Linked DNA regions of Danio rerio: region 1 is linked to region 2. A link is a contact called in public Hi-C data. All regions are on one chromosome and are shown on one strand. Each heading gives the region's core, a stretch centred on a gene start, on an enhancer-like site or on the middle of the called end of the contact. The rest is flanking DNA. Distances are from core to core; before and after follow the strand shown.

What was found. A called contact is a pair of places that touch in the nucleus more often than the background predicts.
Region 1: a contact with region 2 is called in a Hi-C map of embryo, with 2.3 times the contacts expected there. The contact joins the promoter of f13a1a.1 here to the enhancer-like site in region 2. A contact is called at or near these places in 2 of 18 Hi-C or Micro-C datasets (caudal fin and embryo) and 1 of 4 datasets of contacts at active chromatin or transcription factors (caudal fin).

What each region holds. Positions count from the first base shown.
Region 1 is chr24:2,583,817-2,588,419 of GRCz12tu, forward strand. It overlaps f13a1a.1 (coagulation factor XIII, A1 polypeptide a, tandem duplicate 1), which reads left to right and starts at 1,685. Exons shown (of 15, transcript NM_001076711.2): 1 at 1,685-1,734.
Region 2 is chr24:2,429,843-2,434,797 of GRCz12tu, forward strand. znf271 (zinc finger protein 271) reads left to right here. Exons shown (of 13, transcript XM_073941365.1): 13 at 31-4,233. Among named protein-coding and RNA genes, the nearest start is that of znf271, 30 kb to the left of the region's middle. Within about 2 kb of position 2,394, at least 4 of the 62 cell types and tissues checked have an H3K27ac peak or open chromatin away from gene starts, as enhancers often do.

The DNA of each region.
Region 1 (4,603 bases), core at 435-2,934, 150 kb after region 2:
ACTAACATTAACTAATCATGAACAACAAACGTACAGCATTTATTAATCATAATTGAACATTTACTAATGCATTATTAACATCCAAGTCCATGCTTGTTAACATTAGTTAATGCACCATGAGTTAACATGAACTAACAATGAACTACTGTATTTTCATTAACTAACGTTAACTAACATGAACAAATACAGTAGTAAATGTACTGTTCATTATTTGTTCATGTTAGTAAATGCATTCATTAACATTAACTAATGAATCTTATTGTAAAGTGTGACCGAAAATGTTTATTTAAAAGAAGGCGCGGCACAAAACCCCAAAGCCCTAAAAGACGAAAAACTCTTACTAAAAATTTGATCGTACAAAATCATACGAATTACAAACCTAAATGAAAAAGTTATGAATTGGAGTGAGATAGCATTGGCCTAACCTTAACCAATCCTTAAGGTTATAAGTAAATCAGTCTCTAACCATAACACATGAACAAATGCTGCAGTAAACACTTCAGATGCGAGCCTTTCTGTAAATTGCAGGGGTCTTACGCATGCCCTAAACATCTCCTCAGAGTATAATTTGATTTACAATAGCACGGTTCACAAACACTTTATTATTATAAATTACTATTATTTTTTTTTATGTGAGCAATCTTTAAAGTTACCTAGCAGCTAAACCTATCGCTAAACAGAATCAGGCCATAAATCTTAAAATAACAATTAATCTCTTGTTTTGTTTTGTTTTTGTGTAAGTATACAATTGATTAGGAGACCTAATAAAAATAAATAATATATAATATATATTAATATAATATATAAAATATATATATAAGAAAAAAAACAAATAAATAAATAAACAAATAAATAATATATAAATAACTATAACTATATATATATATATATATATATATATATATGTGTGTGTGTGTGTGTGAATTAATAAATTAACAAATAAATAAAAAACATATATAATAAATATATAATAAATAATATAATAAAATAATATAATAAATAAATAAATAAATAAATATATAAATAAATATATGAATAGATAAAAAAAATTGAGCTCATTAATTGTCTGAATGTTTAATAAATTTTTATTTATTTTAATTATATATAATTATTTATTATATAAATTTATTTATAGTTATACATTTTAATTATTTAAATTTTAAATGCATTTCATTATAAGTGGAGGATATAGGCCCGCCTATATCTATATGGGGAAAAAACATATATGAAAACATAATATGCTGGTGTCTACTAGGGCTTATATAATAAAACATCAAGCTTTAAGATTGATAAAGTTTATCATTTTAACCAACAGTTGTTGTCTGATGAAGAAATTACACATAAAGCATCACAAGGTCATGTATTAATTAATAATGTTAGCAAGTGTTTATACCTCAATTCATCTTAAAATGCAATGATTATCAATCTCATTATTGCTGGGACTGTTCAATACACTTCATATCTTTTACTAATTTTAAACCATAGGGGGTTGTTATCATACATGAATGTAATAATCACATCTACGTGACAGTCTTGAGTTCGCTGTGGTCATCAGGAATCAGAGGGTCACAGATTTGTGTGTCAGACTGACCTGATCTTTTGGTTCACGAAGGTCTTTGTTTTTCTCTTTAGTAAAAGAGGAAGTCCTGAGCCTTTATTAATCAGCATGAAGCTCCTGATGAGCACATCTGCCTGGAGCTTCCTCAGCAGACCATCTACTCTGACACACAGACCGTGAGTTCAGCACTTTTAATGACTCTTTATTCAACTTAAACTTTCTCCGCTTGGCTTTCAGACGTTATTGCTTTAATACTTTTCTCTGATATTCCATGAGTTCAAGTGCTCGTCTGAAATACAGAAAGTTACACTTGTTTTGATGGTCTTTCTATGTTGTGTCGACTAAAAAAAAGCAATTAGTCACTATATATAAATATGTGAGTAAACCCATTGAATTAAAAGCTACAAGTTAAAAAAGTGAGTAATTTGGAACTGTAAAATTAGCTTATTTTTTACACTTATGCACATATTTACCTAATAATTTTAAGGCAACAAGTTTACTAATTTTCAAAGTCAACTAATCGCCTTTAAATATATACATGCAAATACAACTCAATCTACTCTTATTATAAAATTAGTGCCCTATTATTGGACTGTTAGGTTAAGTAAAATAAATTAATTGATTTCTGAAAATACTCTATTAAAGATTACTATTTAAAAATTCGGTCCCACTTTCTATTAAGTGGCCTTAACTAATATGTACTTACACATGAATTATTAGTTTGTCACAATGTACTTATTGTGTAAATACATGTATTTACTGTGTACTATGCTTGAATAAATACATGTATTTAATTACATCTGTAATTACCTTTTGTAATTACATTTGTAAATACACTGTTGAGCATCCCTTACACCTTACACATTATACATTATAAACACAGTAAGTACATTGTATTTATTTTTTTTAATGTAAGTACTTAGTAGTTAAGGACACTTAATATAAAGTGGGACCAAAAATTCTAATTGTAATAGAGTATTATAGGAATTAGAAAAATTTACTATTATTGGAAATTAGAATTAACAAAGAAAAGAAGTGAAGAAATGTATAAGAATTAATAAAGTATATTGATAAAAAAAATTTAAGAACTAATAAATAACTCTTTTTGGAAAATGTGTGCACTATTATTAGACTGTTAAATTTAAATGAATGCATTTGCAAATATATTCATTATGGTAGAGTGTCCAGAATACTGACATATCGTAAATGCATATACTGTAGTAGAATGTCTGACAGAGATCCGTCCAAAAAACAAACTCTACTTATACTCCAATGACTGCAAATATTTTGACAAATAATTTACAAGGTGTTACAGATAAAAATACATGATGAATAGTTTCTGCTGTACAATAGAATGTTAAAAAAGGTGCTCCAGATTTGGCCAGCCCAGTCACCAGACATAAACATTATTGAGCATGTCTGGGGTAAGATGAAGAAGGAGGTATTGAAAAATAGTTCAAAGAATCTGGATGAACTCTGGGAGTCCTGCAAGAACGCTTTCTTTGCCATTCCAGATGACTTTATTGATAAGTGATTGCAGAGATGTATGGATGCAGTCCTCCAAGCTCATGATGGAGTCAGACACAATATTCATTCTGTCTCCACTGCAGCAGGACTTTATAATTTATACTGGACATTATTTCTGTTCAGTGACGAGACTTTTGTCTAAGCAAAGTCAGACCTTACTGTCCTAATGTAATCATTAAAAATCAAAGCATGATTAGATTTTATTTTGGTCAAATAAGCGTAATCTAGAGGCCTTTGCCTTTCATATAAGCCACTTCTGATACCAAATGATCAACTAGAAGTCAGTATTATTTGCTTTTCCTTAAACTTGGGTAGGGGACAAGACTTTTGTCAGGTTGTGTACTCTTTACATACTACTATTTTAAAAAATATATTTATTAGTGCTAACTCATTAGACACTAGTTCTTTTTTTAGATACTAATGAACACTCATTCATTAGATTCTAGTGCCTAAATACTAAACGAGTTACCAATAAACGCACAAAGATAAAAGTTACAGGTTATATAATGACAAATTAAATATATATTTTTAATATTTGTTTTTTTTATTTTATGTTTTTTATATAAAGCATTCTTTTAAAATTTTTGTTAAACAAAGAAGTTCTTTAAATTAGAAAAGGTTCTTTAGATCATTTAAATGTTCTCCATACTGAGAAAAAAAAAGTTATTCAAAGAAACGAAAACAGTTCTTCTAATCTCTGAGAACCCTTGTTTTAAAAGAGAGTACCGGCCCTAAACTTACCAACGTCAGATAATGTTTAGGACAGGATCTGTTTTTGATGGTTTGAGTCAGGAAGGTCTCGCTCCTGCTGCATTGCTCGGTTGAGAATGATATTTCATCAGTGCGTTATGATTCTCAGAGTTGCACCGAGAGTTTGCCGATTCTAAAATAGTCTAACACCGTATTGCATCAGTATCGTCCCACGGGGGAAGACAAAAAGAAATAAAGTCTTGTTCATTCAACACATATGTAGACGCATGTACACAGCTGCTGTCTGTGCTTTCCTGCTGGAATTAGACACATGTACACTGTAAAAAATACACGTAAATTAACAGATTTATGTGATTAATGTTTTTATTTGTTGTTTTCCCCCTTTTATTTATGCTTTTGAATTGCATTAAAATATCTTGATCTTTTTCCAACAATTTTTAATCTTGAAAAAAAAAAAGACTATTATGAACATTTTTAATAGTTTAAAGTGATATATCGTCTGGGTTGGCGTTGTATATTACACTATAAACACTTTGTCTGTTATTTTACAGACTAATTTTTCTGTGTGTTATTTCTTTTTATATATTATTATATATTTCAAACTATTAAAATGTCAATAAAAGTCACATTTTCAACATCGAAAGTCGACAGAGCAGAGATTAAGGTCCCATATTCATAGCTATAAATATACAGCTGAAGTCAGAATTATTAGCCCCCCTGAATTTTTTTCCCCCCCAAATTATGTTTACAGAGAGATTTCTTCAACACATTTCTAAACATAATAGTGTTAATAACTCATCTCTAATG
Region 2 (4,955 bases), core at 1,144-3,643:
TGTAACTGCACTGTATTTTTATTTTTGCAGAATTTCAAGTGAAATCTGAAGAAAACGACTTTGCTATAATGGATGAGGTGAAGACTGTTACGGTCTCCTCGTGTCCGTCCAGTCCTATGACTCTAAAAGAGGAAAAATAAGTGCTGTGGATGGAAACCAGGAGTTCTCTCCTGCCAAACACCACACAGATCTTCAGTGTCTATTCAAGACCGCTCCATTTCTGATGCCAAATAAACTGTTTTTGAGAAATATTGATAATATTCAAGACTTACTCCAGAACACTTCAGTCATCATGAATCCACACAACAGCAGTCCATGTGGCTTTTTTAGTTAGTTGCCATAGTCGAGGAGGAAAATATACATTCGCTTTTTTGTGGTAAACCTTCCCTATCAGATGGAACCTGATAGAACTTTCCATCCATTCAGAACATCTCAAACATGACCTACATCTGTTTAGAATCTCCAGAGATGTACAGTTGAAGACTAAAGACTGAAATTTTAATAATATATATGTCGGATCTGGTGGGAAGGTCAATCTCCGATTCCCGAGGCTCTGTACTGTTTGTGGAAATTCAGAATTGACCCAAAACAAACGATCAAGATTGGATAAGATTGGCAATGAAAATTCAGAAACGGGGTTCAACTTGCATACTAAAGGCTACAGAAAATTAATGTAATAAATAAATGAACCAATAATTACCTAATTGGCTAAAAGAAGACAAATTTTACCTACACATTTTAAACATTTTAACTTAACCATTAAATAATTTTATTCAAATATTGTGCAATAACTAGAGCAAGACACAATTTGGGGTCTTTTTTTTTTTTTTTTTACTATTTTTGCAGAATTTTGTAATGGATTGATGGAGAATGATCTTAAGTAACTAAAAAACTTAATACTTTAAATAAAAAATAATATTTTAAATGTAATATTAAGGTGTACAATGCAAATTCAATTAGAACCACTTGTTTGGTAAACAAAGCAAGTCTTGCATCTACTAAAAGACAGCAAATATTACTTTACAAAGCGTATTGTTCATAAATCATATTAACAGTTGCAAATTGCTCAATATTATTACCAAAATTAACATATAAACAATATATATTTATATATATATAAACCTCTACGCAAGTAAATGAACAGTATTTATATTGCATTAAAGCATATTTTACCATAACATACATGATTCTGGCTCGTAGGCAGGGGGTGGTTCGGGTGGTTTAAAAGAACTACCCACCCACTGACATAGGTTCAGTATTTGTCATTGGTCCAGAATTTTTGCCACTGTATTCTCATTTGAACTATTGTGACTGCTATGTCATCATAAATTGTGGAAATAACCCATCAAAGGTTTTAAGAAAACGCACAATATGACATAAGTGAAGTCAACTTTCACTATTGACCGACTGTTGTTTTCTAAGTAACCTAACTTTAATTTTAAATCTTGAACCTTATTCTTGAAAGAAAAAAAAACTATAAAAAGGTCTGAGGCACCAAAAGCAGCCTATTAAAGTTAATTTTAATACTAATTAGTATAAAAATCCACAATCAAAGTTTTCAGGGGTAGCTTAAATAATGTGTCGGTGCTCTTTGTGTAAGGGATTCATCAGAAAAAACATCAAAATCAGTCCAAGGCACTCAAAAAATGTGGAAAAAATAATAAAAAGCCTTTATTGACACGGCTGTTCCTTAAAACTGTGGCTACATCAGGTTACCCTGATGAAGTCAAGTGGTATCAAAACTTGTGTAGGCACAGTTTTAAGAAATAGCCATGTCAGTGAATGCTTTTTAATATTTTTTCCACATTTTACAAGTGCCTTAGACTGACATGTGCTGTTTATACTAATTAAGCTGTTGTTGTTGGATGAATTTTCAAGAGAGGCTAGAAGAAAATCGTGAACAAGCTAATCCAACTAAAATAGTGCTTAAAATTCCACTTATTGGAGTATTTAAACATCATAATTAATAAAAAAATGAGGTGAATAACTGCAAAAAAAAAGTACACATTTTGAGAAAAAAGAACCACCCTTTTAACCAGGCTGGCTACGGGCCTGTGATTGTGTACTTATGAGTAAGGAGAAAATGAGTACAGAAAAAAATAAACAATCCCAGAAAATATATGGTTATGTCAAAGCAGTTATACATGGTTTTGAAGATAATTTATAAAAGGACACCACATGGTAGTGAACTTTGAAATTGAGTCTGTATCCAAAATCGATTCACCATACCTCTCAAATAATGTACTATTTAAGTTAGCAGAGATTTCTACTCGTGTCCAAAATCATAGAGGACAATTTAAAGTGCATTAAATCAATCCCACAATGCACAGTAAGTACACTCGACAGCTAAAAATGTTTATCTAGAATGCACTGCGAGAGTTCGCGCCAAATTAACGTCCGCGTCTGACCACAAGATGGCGTCTAAAGCGCGATGCTGTCAGAGTAAGTTTAAAAATCCAATATTATTCAAAGCAACGTTTGTATACACGATAAGTTTGTGTTTCATTGTTGATAGACAGCAGGCTACGTGTTGAATAACTATCACATGTTTTGACCTGGAAGTTTACAATACAATCCCTCTGAGAGAGCAGCAAAACAAACAAAAGTGCGCAGATACACTCGTTCAAGTGGACTAATGTAGGGAATAGTGAATGAGGCTAGGCTACAAGGGACGATTTGAGATACAGAATGACTCCTATTTTTCTTTACAAACACAAAAGCTAGCATAATAATCCCAATTAATTAAGATCAGATGTTTTGTCTTTGCCATGATGACAGTACGTTCATATTTCTCTATGACACTAGTATTTAGCTTACAGTGCAATTCAATGGCAGGGTTGTGTGGCCAATCGTAAAAAGGGGCTAACAATATTGACCACAGGAGTTTTAACATATTTTTCAATTTTTATTTTTATTTATTCCACCCAAACTAAAAGAAATTGTACTTTCTCCAGGAAAAAAAAGTAAATACTGTGAAAAATACTTTGTTAAACATTACTTTGGAAAATAATTATTTAAAATAATTAAAATTCCACACTCATTTTAGTCTTCAACTGTACATAAACTGTATGATTTTGACCAAACTGTTAGTAGAAAGTAGCCGTGGCACCTACTGGGAGTAGAGTTTCCATCAGGTAGACGATTGTGTGACTCTAGGCTGCAGACTTCAGTTCCAGTCCTCATCAAACTCCTCTATAGGTTCCAAGTAATCCCGAAGACTTTTAGATTAGGTTGATTATTAGTGTTTGTATCAAAGATATACTGATATCCTAGAGTTCAGCTCCAAACGCCTGCATGGAAGTGTGTGTATTGAGTCTGAAGGTCTGGATCATCTCCTCCAGGTGTGTTTAATCATGATTAAAGCTCAACTCTGCAGGACTCTCCTCAAGCAGAAGAACTCAACTATTATTCTACATTTCTGTGTGATTTAGCTACTAAATATGTGTGATTGTTATTTTATGCATTCCCTGCTCTTTAGATTTACTTTGTGTTCACAGCTGCATTTAATATGTTTCAAGATTTTTTTGGTAACCCCCATGAAAACAGTAAATATTGCAGTTTCTTTAAACCATACTATAGTAAAGTGTATTAAATTGTATAGCATCTATAACTCTTTGTTATGAATGCTGCAGTAGTGAGCTTCTAAATGTTTACACTAGAGTAAACTGTGGTGAATTGTAATATATACACCCTTCCTATTGATCATTTTGAGGGATGTAAACAAAAACAATGGTCCTAACATATTTCCTGTTTCAAAATTTTAATTTCTGTAGGATCTGAGAATTCAGAAGGAACCACATATTGATAAATAGCATTATGACAGCTGTTTTACCATTAAGTTATGATTAAATTGCCTCTTGTTAGTTATTAAATAGTTTAATAACAAGCTGGAAATGTTCATGGACCAATGACATAAACACATTGAAATGGTCTATGGCTAGTTATTGGGTCACCTGTTTATATAACTGTAGTGATTGTGTTACCACTATAAAGTTACCAAAACATATTAATTCAAGTACTTTACTATTGTATGGTTCAGAAACACTGTAGTATTTACCATAGTATTTTCGCCACATCTGCTTTTTAAGGCATGTGAATATGCAACAAGCACCGAATCATTTCATTACTATTACAGTGTTACTCTGACACCAATGCTTTTGTTTGTTTGAACACATGGCGTCTCATAATAGATGGGAATATTGTAGGTTCACCAGTAAACAATCTAAAACACGGTGTGATTGGCTGATTGTCCGTCAGTCTCGAGGTCTGGTGTTCTGTCGATTTGTCCTACCTCATCGGATTGCCCTACCTCCCATTCAAAAAGTAGGTAGAACATATTGCTGACACAATATGCTACCTATTAGATTTTGCCACCAGTGTAATTTTTATTGTGATATGAAGCTGTAATATCGCCCTAACCCCAACCTCAGAACTATTCAAATACAGTGTTGGTAGCATAATCTGAGGAGTAGGATGAAATGTCAGGACACTGGCAATATGCATGATCAAAATATGAAGAGCATCAATGCAACATTTCAAAATACTCCACTAAACAAGGAGAAAACATGATCAAAACCAAACAAACAGTTCTAAATGGGTGGGAAATGAAGTGCAAATCAATGCAAAGTACACAAGAGAAGCAACTTACTGTCTGTAGGTCACACGAGAAAGCTGAAATGGCTTAAAATGCGACATCTTGATACACAAGTTCATACCATTATCTAGTCCAGTAGGTCTTAAACTTTTTTCATCAAGTACCACCTCAGAAAAACAATCGTCTCTCAAAGTACCACCATAATGAGCAGTATTGGAATACAGTAGCAGTAGTGTGCCCGGTAAAGCAGCTACCGCTCTATACAGTTCAAAAACGAGGCAGATTCATTCCTCGTATGAAGAATATTATTGTCAGCCTCTTTAAACATTATAAATAGTTTGAACATTAATCCTGTACTGTG